2 separate regions of the Mus musculus genome follow, and region 2 is linked to region 1. Evidence: chromatin contacts called from public promoter capture Hi-C data. All regions are on one chromosome and are shown on one strand. The core of a region is the stretch at or near the end of the contact, and the rest is flanking DNA. Distances in the headings are between cores, read along the strand shown. Region 1 holds the start of Glis1 (GLIS family zinc finger 1). Region 2 overlaps Glis1 (GLIS family zinc finger 1).

What was found. Promoter capture Hi-C pulls out the DNA fragments that hold promoters and counts their contacts.
Region 2: a contact with region 1 is called in a promoter capture Hi-C map of cancer-associated fibroblasts, with 5 times the contacts expected there. The contact joins the enhancer-like site here to the promoter of Glis1 in region 1. A contact is called at or near these places in 7 of 39 promoter capture datasets (the 3T3-L1 cell line, cancer-associated fibroblasts, cranial neural crest and 3 more), 3 of 115 datasets of contacts at active chromatin or transcription factors (the NIH/3T3 cell line, astrocytes and kidney) and 1 of 9 other capture datasets (liver).

Annotation. Positions count from the first base shown.
Region 1 is chr4:107,433,206-107,437,329 of GRCm38.p6, forward strand. Glis1 (GLIS family zinc finger 1) reads left to right here and starts at 1,514. Exons shown (of 11, transcript NM_147221.2): 1 at 1,514-1,692; 2 at 2,435-2,732. The coding sequence starts at 2,477. It overlaps Gm46866 (Holliday junction resolvase MOC1, chloroplastic-like), which reads right to left and starts at 2,050. Exons shown (of 2, transcript XM_030253946.1): 1 at 1,075-2,050; 2 at 572-876. The coding sequence starts at 1,860. The coding sequence ends at 1,228.
Region 2 is chr4:107,551,320-107,555,750 of GRCm38.p6, forward strand. All of the region lies in intron 2 of Glis1 (GLIS family zinc finger 1), which reads left to right. Among named protein-coding and RNA genes, the nearest start is that of 4930552P06Rik, 44 kb to the right of the region's middle. Within about 2 kb of position 2,597, at least 55 of the 459 cell types and tissues checked have an H3K27ac peak or open chromatin away from gene starts, as enhancers often do. A contact at or near this core is called in the NIH/3T3 cell line and cancer-associated fibroblasts, where this site is marked.

The sequences.
Region 1 (4,124 bases), core at 264-2,763:
TATCCACTCTGCCCTAAAGTGACAGTCCTCAATGACAAGTCTCCAGAAAGAGGCAAGGCCTCTGAGATGCCCATAACAGCTCATCGCCTGCACAGGTCGGCTGACACCTGCTCTTGGTAATAATGGGAGGAAGACACTGGCGTGGGAGTCGGAAGCCTGCGCTGCCACACCCTACCTACCTTGTTGCTTCTGGCCATGAATGTGGGGGTGGTGTTAAGTAAAATGTCAAGGTACTTCCAATTCCTTCTGCTGTTTCTAAGTCTCCAAACAAATAAGGTATAGGAAATTAAATCTTTTTTTAAAAAACTTTTTTTTTTCTTCCGAGACAGGGTTTCTCTGTATAGCCCTGGCTGTCCTGGAACTCACTTTGTAGACCAGGCTGGCCTCGAACTCAGAAATCCGCCTGCTGGGATTAAAGGCGTGTGCCAGCATGCCTGGCAAATCTTAACTTTTTGTGACTGGAAAAAAAAAATCTTTGTTTTGTTAAGATGCTGGGAAACTGCTTGGGTTGTCTTCCTGTGTGGAACCCCAGTCTGTGAACCAGGCCGGTTGCAGAAACACACTTCCACAGTTTAAGACTAAGGTCCTCTATTCTCAAACATTTTGTGCATAGTGGGAGATGTTGACAGCATGCAGAGACATTTTGGGGCTACCCTAGATCCTTCAGTAGACCCCAGAAAATCGGTCAGAGACATGAACGAACACCCCATTTTGCACGCTTCAGGGATGGGGGCTGACCCATTGCTTCTAGTCACTATGAAGCCTCATCAAGGGCTCTTCCTACAGTTGAGACCCTGCTGCCTGGAGCGCGGAGGACATGGCAAGGAATGGGTACAGGAGAACGCGGAGCTCCTCTCTCGTCTGGATGAACCCTTTCTAGAAAACAACACGAAAGTAAAGTGAGAAAGTGGGCTGAGGCCTGGGTTCAGATGACAAAGGCCAGCTTTGCTATGACTTGCAGTGAAATCTGTGCCACTTGAAGTGAGCTGGTTAGAGTCTGCAAAACCAAAACAACTTGTCAAGCACTTCTGTATTTGTTACCTCCGCTTAGCAGGTACCGCCATTCCCATTTACCCGGGAGAAAACGCGACCCGGGGAGGAGCAGAATCCCGCCGGGGAGCAGAGGAAGCCGGGTTGTGCTGGCTCTGCCTTCGGCTGGCCTCCTCCTCTGGCAGCCGCAGAGTCCGGCGGCGTCCCGGCAGCCGGCGTGCAGGGCTCCGGCCGCTGTCAAAACCTCAGCCTGGGCGCGCGCCGCCCCGCCCAGGCCCCCAGGCGAGCGGCACGCCCTCGAGCCGCCATTGGCTTGGTCCGGCAGCCCCCAAGAGTCGCGGCCCGAGCGGCTGTGGGCAGCAGCGGGCCGCCCCGCCCCCGGGGTGTCGCCCCGTAGGACGCGGCGGCCGTGGCGGTGGCGGCGGCGGCTGCGGGGGCTGCGGCGCCAGAGGAGGCGCGCCGTGCTGTGTGCCCCGCGAGCCGCTGCGCCCGCGGCGAGGTGAGAAGGGGCGCGGCCGGCGCCGGGGACCCAGTGGCGTCCGAATCCGGGAGCTCTGGGGTGGCGCGGGGCTCGCCGAGGGGCGAGGCGAATTTGGGGGCCCTGAGGCCTCGCTCTCGCGGGAATGATGCTGGAAATGATGCTGAGGCTCCGGCGTGAGACTTGCGGCTGCCGGCGGAGCGGAGTGTGAGCCGGTGAATGGGGTGTGTGGCATGGCTGGTCTCGGAGGGCGCATCGACGGGTCGCGAGTGTGCGTGCGAGCCGGCGTGCGTGGGCGACTCTGGCTGTGCGGGCTCCCGGGCGCCGGGGCTCCTGGATTTACGGCTCTCGAGTGCGCTTTGTGGGCTCGCGCAGTGGGCGTGCGCGCTCATCCTCAGCCCGGTGTCTGGCTAGTGGCGGGGCTCGCGGAAATTCTGCGTCTGCACCCGGCGGCGGTGCGTGTTCAGTGCCTGGGCTCTGCTCAGCCCGCCCCGGGGCACCTAGAGGTGCGCAGCCAGGGACCCATCTGAGTCTTTCCCTGCTCCCCTGTGACCCTGCTCTGGGAGTCAGGCTGCTGCCCTCTCCCTGTCCCTTTAGGGAATTCCGGACAGGAACTCCCATCCCATCCTAGTTTACTGCCCTCTCCCTGTCCCTTTAGGGAACTCCCATCCTATCCTTGGTCTTAGTTTTGCCATTCGTCTGAAGAGGGCTGACCCTGGGTGGAAGCGGATTAGGGTGGGAGGGCGCAGGGGATTCTCCGGAACGTGCGGGCCTAGGGCGACGGCAGCGAAAGCGGGACGACCACGGTGCGCGGGGTCAGGTGGCTCAGGGAATGGGGTCGGTGTGGTGACGCTAACTTTTTTTTTTTTTTTGAGATCAGGACTAAATAGAACGTGACTGCCCAAACTGTGATCTAGGGATGGAGTTTCCCGCTTTCTAAAGCTCGGTGCTTTCTTCCCTCCGCAGGAGCCTGGCGCGACCCCCAGCCGTGCGCCCCGCCCCGGCGCCATGCATTGCGAGGTGGCCGAGGCACTTTCGGACAAGAGGCCAAAGGAGGCCCCTGGTGCTCCTGGCCAGGGCCGCGGGCCTGTCAGCCTGGGAGCGCACATGGCCTTCAGGATTGCTGTGAGTGGTGGCGGCTGCGGGGACGGGAACCCGCTAGACCTGCTGCCTCGGCTACCGGTGCCACCACCACGTGCCCACGATCTCCTTCGGCCCCGGAGCCCTCGAGACTATGGTGTGTCCAAGACCGGCAGCGGGAAGGGTGAGTTCCACCGCACCAGTGTGCTGACCGCGGGCATGCTGAGGTCAGGTCTGTGGTACCGGTGTCTCTGCCACCGGCTCTGTAGGGATTCTAGAACTTCATGGAACTTCCTTAAGAGTTCCTTAATGTCTCAGTATCTCTGTAGTTGATTGGGACTCGCCTGTCAGTCTGAACTGATGCCTGGAAGCATCCAATTTAAACCAAATAGGCATGTTTGAGAAGGAGATGTGTATGTAGAAAGCTTACATTACATAATTTTGCTTCTATATGTTTCTGATGAAAGTCGTGTGAAATGTCAAAATTTTATTGTACATTAGTATCTAGTAATTTTTTCTAAGCAACGGAAGGCATATTTTGAACTATCACAGTCTCTCTAAGAAAGGAAGGAAGGAAGAAAGAAAGAAAAGACAAAACCAAATGGAGGATTTTAGTAGGACCTCTTCCTTAGGAACCTCAGTTTTCTCATCGGTCAAATTAGGAACTTATTATGCCAAATGATTTTTCTGACTCCTGACTTAAGTTCTTTTGAGCCTGTAATCTGGGTTGGGTCAAGTGTTGACTTAGAAGTGACTTTTCTGTGCTTGGTGAAGCCAAGGCAGGCCCAGAACCCGCTATGGGCAAATTCAGGGACAGGTGCTGGTAGACTCCTGAAGATATTCACCCAATCATAGTTAATTATTACCGACATGTTATTTATAGGTTTCATGTTAACAGATAATTAACCAGACATTAGAGATTGTTAAGGGATGTGCCGATCTGCCCGACCTGCCCTTTCGTTCCCCATTAGCCGAACCAGCAACTTTGGGGTTTGATCTCATCAGCTGCAGTACCTTTTTGGAATGAAAGCCAGTGTTTTGTAGTTGTAGACACCGCCAGCTCAGCACCTTAATCCAGCTTGCTTGCAGTTGCCAGCCTGGTTGGAAGACATAACTGTAGAGAGGTTTCTCTTCGGCTTTGTAGGAGAGAGGCGCTTCTTGTCTGCAGTCTCTTCTTGAATGTATTGAGTATTTTTGCTGGGATGCATATTTGAGGGAGAGAGAGAGCGAGCGAGCGAGCAGGAGGTTAGTAATGTTGGCTGCAGAGAGCTCCTCCGCTCCTGCGTTCCTTAAACAGTCCTTTCTCACAGTCATACCCATCTGCAGATCAAGGCTGCACCATCCTAGTGATGGTTGTCCCTCACATAAGTCTGTCTCCTTATCATTGGGAGCATTTCATTTGATACTTTGTATATTCCCTGTCTCTGTCCTTCTCAGCCTCAGTATGTTTTGTCCGCCCATTGACCCTATATAAAAGATCTTCACGTCAGGATGTCAGGGCTCCCTTTGGAAAGGACAGGGAAGGTAATCGATGGAAGAAGGAGATCCTTTCTTGGTACCTGAAGCTGGTCTTTCT
Region 2 (4,431 bases), core at 1,347-3,846, 120 kb after region 1:
CCCTGCTGCCAGCCCATCTTCCTTCTTGGGTTTTATGTATTTTCTAGCAGTTGGAAGAAACATTACAGCGTTGAGAGAGGAAACATGAGCATAGGAGTTGACTAATGAGCTTGTTTCCAAGGAAGCTGAATTGTGAGGTTGTAAATGGATACTTGTGGCTCGGGACTTGTGTCCATCCTCAAGTTGTCTAGAACCCAACAGCCGTTCCCTCTGGGTGTCTGGCCACCCCATTACTGTCCAACAGCCGTTCCCTCTGGGTGTCTGACCACCCCATTACTGTCCAACAGCCATTTCCTCTGGGTGTCTGACCACCCCATTACTGTCCGACAGCTGTTCCCTCTGGGTGTCTGACCACCCCATTACTGTCTGTGCTTTCTGAGCTTCCATAAAAACAAGTGACTTTTGGTGACCGTTACTGTCCTCCCTGTGTGATGTGGGCCAGGCAGGACGCCTGTGGAGTTCCAGAGCCTCCGAGAAAGTGCAGGGTGGGAAAGGAGAGCTTGGAGCCTGGGCTCTAAGAGTTATCATGGGCTCTCAGGCCCATCTTAATGGAGGCACTGAGCTCTGTGGACCTGAGGCATCACGGGGTGAGTGGAACAGAAGTGGTAGCCAGACACATAGAGAGCTCAGCTTTCAGTTTTGGAACCGTGGAAGCCGAGAGTGTTAAGAAATGTCAGGATTTATTCACTGGGCTACCTTTCCCGACATGTTTTCTTTCCTTGGGTCCCTGACACTCCAGAGCCTCCACTGCCACCGAGGGGCACTTAGCATCTTTTCTGACTGAGCTGGTCAGTGCCCCTGTAACAGGGACAGAGGGGTTCCCTGAGGAAGAAGAGTCTCTGGCCCTGGGAAACCCTAGCAGTGAATCTAGACAAATGTTTCCATCTCCCTTTAGGCTGTGCTCTGGTATTCTTGTCTTTTGGTTGCTTGTGGAGGCCCAGAGCAGCAGGGAGGTCTGCACACGAGAAGCCTGGAGGATGGCCATTGAGAAGCCTGACGGCAGGAATTTAGCTCAAGCCCATTTTTGATGTAGCCTCGAAGATTGTTTATTCATTTCAAAAGCAGTATGCAGTGTTTTAATATGTGCCATGCAGAGATTGTAACCTGTTAGAATTTATACACTGTAAAATTTACCTATGCTTGTGGACAGTTTTATGAGATGGGGCAGTGGTTAGCGCCATGGTTCTCAACCTGTGGGTCGTGACCAACTGGGGTCAAACAATCCTTTCACAGGGGTCACATATCAGATATCCTGCATAGTAGATATTTACACTACAGTTTATCACAGTAGCAAACTTACAGTTATGAAGTAGCAATGAAATAATTTTATGGCTGGGGTCACCATGACATGAGCAACTGTATTAAAGGGTCACAGCACCGGGAAGGTTGAGAACCACTGGTCTAGAGTCACATTGCCTGTTTCCTCTGTCCTGAAAGGGAGCAGAGAAAGATAGAAGCCCTCAGTGCTAAAACCAAACCTCATCTGAAATCTTCCCCATGCGGAGCCAGACTGAACCCCGTGGCCCATCCTATCTGCCATTGCCTACTCAGGATCCATGGCTTCCTGCCAGGACACACTGTCATCACCACCCACGGAGTCCTGCAGGACAGTCCCAGCCTCTTCTGTGACCTTACCACAACCTTCTCCCTGTTGCTTGCTGGGCTTTTCTTCCTGAGCCTTCTGAGGTCACTGGTCTCAGGGCCTTTGCTTACTGTCAGTGCTTGTCCTGAGGTGGCACGTGGCTTCTGCCTTCCTTCTCCTCAGGCCCCTGCTCAGTCAGCCCTTCCCTGACTCTGTCTGGCCTGCTTCTCACTCTCTAGCTTCTTGCCTTTGTTTGAACTCATAACCTGTAGTATCTACCTGATATCACAGGGTTAATCTGTTTCTTTATCTTTGATATTATCTTCTCTTCTACCAGAACGCAAGCACCAGGAGAGCAGAGATTTTTACTTTTTGTTCAGCACATCTGTGGTGCCCAGGGCAGAGGGAAACTGTGTTTCTGGTGTCTCACCCTGGCACACAGTTAGGTATTCAATGCATGTGTGTTAAAAACACATTAGTTGTTAGCATTTGATATAGCAACTCCTTTTCCATTTTTTAAACCATCAAGCCTTTTATTTTTATTTTTTAAATACGTGGAATTTCAAATCCTGCCCTTTTCTGGTGTTTGTTTTTGTGGCATTATGGATTGAGCTTGGAGTCCTGAGTGTTCTAAGCTCTACCACCAAGCTGTATTCCTGTTGGCCTTCTCATTGGATGTAATTCTTAAAAATGTTTTCTTTTGTGATGAAGATTTTTTTCATAAATCCAGAAAAAAATATGCTCTAACGCCCTGTGATGAGGCGGACTCTTCTACTTTGTGTTTGCGACTGGCAGTTGCTTATCCTGTGTCCAGCTCCTCCAAGTAGATGGTGAGGATCCCCTCTCTCACAGAGACTGGGCTGGCAGAGGGGATGGGAACCAACTCCCTCATGACCTGCCTGATGGTCTTAGTTCCTTGTCAGATACATACTTTGTGGCTTACAGACCATTCAGTAAGTGACTCACATGAGCTGGGAAGAGAAACTTGCAGAATATTATTCACAGACTACATTTTTGAGCAACTGAAACTTTTGAGTCATGCTTGCTGCGTCATGGTGGCTGTGTTGTGCTGGTGTCTCACTGTGCCACGTCTGATGCCTGTCAAATTTCTGTTTATGTTCTGTAGTTGGCTTACTCATTGGACGCACAAAAAGCCTCCTGTTCTTTTCTGTTATCGGTGTCTCTCAACTCTTAAGCTAACAGATTTTTATTTTGGGGTGGAGAGGAAGTTGGGAGGGAGGTGAGTGTGGGCACGTATGTGGCACTGTGTGTGTACAGAGGTCACAGAGTCTCAGGAGTATATCCTCTCCTGCCGTGATGTTAGGGATCGAATGCAGATTGTCAGGCGTACACAGCAAACACTTGGCCCACCAAGCCTCTTCTCTTCTCTTCTCTTCTCTTCTCTTCTCTTCTCTTCTCTTCTCTTCTCTTCTCTTCTCTTCTCTTCTCTTCTCTTCTCTTCTCTTCTTTTCTTTCTTCTTCTTCTTCTTCTTTTTTTTTTTTTTGGTTTTTCGAGACAGGGTTTCTCTGTGTAGCCCTGGCTGTCCTGGAACTCACTCTGTAGACCAGGCTGGCCTCAAACTCAGAAATTCACCTGCCTCTGCCTCTGCCTCCCAAGTGCTGGGATTAAAGGCGTGCGCCACCACGCCCGGCTTCTCCTTTTATTTCTAAATGGGAACACCAAGAGTCCTCTGCAGAGAAAACAGAGGTGTTACCGATGGCATAAAGTGATAGAGCCTTTTTGGAGGGCAGTTCGGATGGTAAGTAGGACCATGCTTAAAACTGTGCTTATCTTTGGACTCGGCAATTCCATATCCAGAAAATTATCCTAAGGCTTTAAATATGAATAAATATAAGATAGGTGATCATAGCCTGGTTGTTTCAGTTTTCTCTTTTCTAAACAACTTAAAATACAACTATAAGGAATGAAGTCTGGTGCAGCCAGGAAATAGGATACTGCACGGTTGTTACGATTACTTATTGGAAAAGTGTTTTCACATCTGGACTAAAACAAATTTGGCTTCTATCAGACTAAAGCGTCTGCCTTGGTCTGTTTTCTGTTGGACCATTCATTACCTGAGGATGGGTACTGATCCTGAGCGAGATCCGCCGACTCATGGGTTGGAGGCTGGGAGCTGATACTAAAGTGCCAGCCTCTGGCAGAGGTCTTTTTTACTGCTTCACGGCATGGTAGAAGGCAGGGCATAGCTGGAAGGTCAGTAGAGGGCAAGAGAGAGGAAGAGGGAGGCAGACTCCCACCACGACAAACCTACTCCTCGGGAGAAGGCATTGTCTGTTCATAAGATACGGCGTGAAGACAAACTCCTGTGAAATAAGTACCAGCTAGGAACAGAAACATTGGCTCATGGTGTCACACAACAGAAGTTAAATTTCAACATGGTGGGGTTTGGTAGGTAGGGTACATTTAATGCTTCAAGTCATTGAAGAGCTGACAAGCCAGCCAGGACTCCACATACACTGAGGTGACTGTGCCTGTGGCTGTCATAACTTCCTTTCAGGCATTTACCACTTGCCTAACTCAAGGGAGCTTTTTGCAGCCTTACTGTGCGTGTAGACTGGATTGGAGCTTAGGGCTACCAGGATAAGGCTGAGTTCCCAGGGAGACAGATGTGCTGGGATTGTACCCTGTCATTTCACGTTGTCTTTCCTGCCCGCTCACATTTGCTGGTGCAGAAATGGCACAGGCCAAGGAAGAAGAGTGGGAGCAGAGGCTGGCAGTCAGAGGCTGAGAAGCGAGGCGAACGTTCAGTGGCTTCAAGTTCTAGGAAGACAGATATTGAAATTCAGAGTCAAGAAGAAGGAGCCTGACATCCCCTGCCTTCAACAGG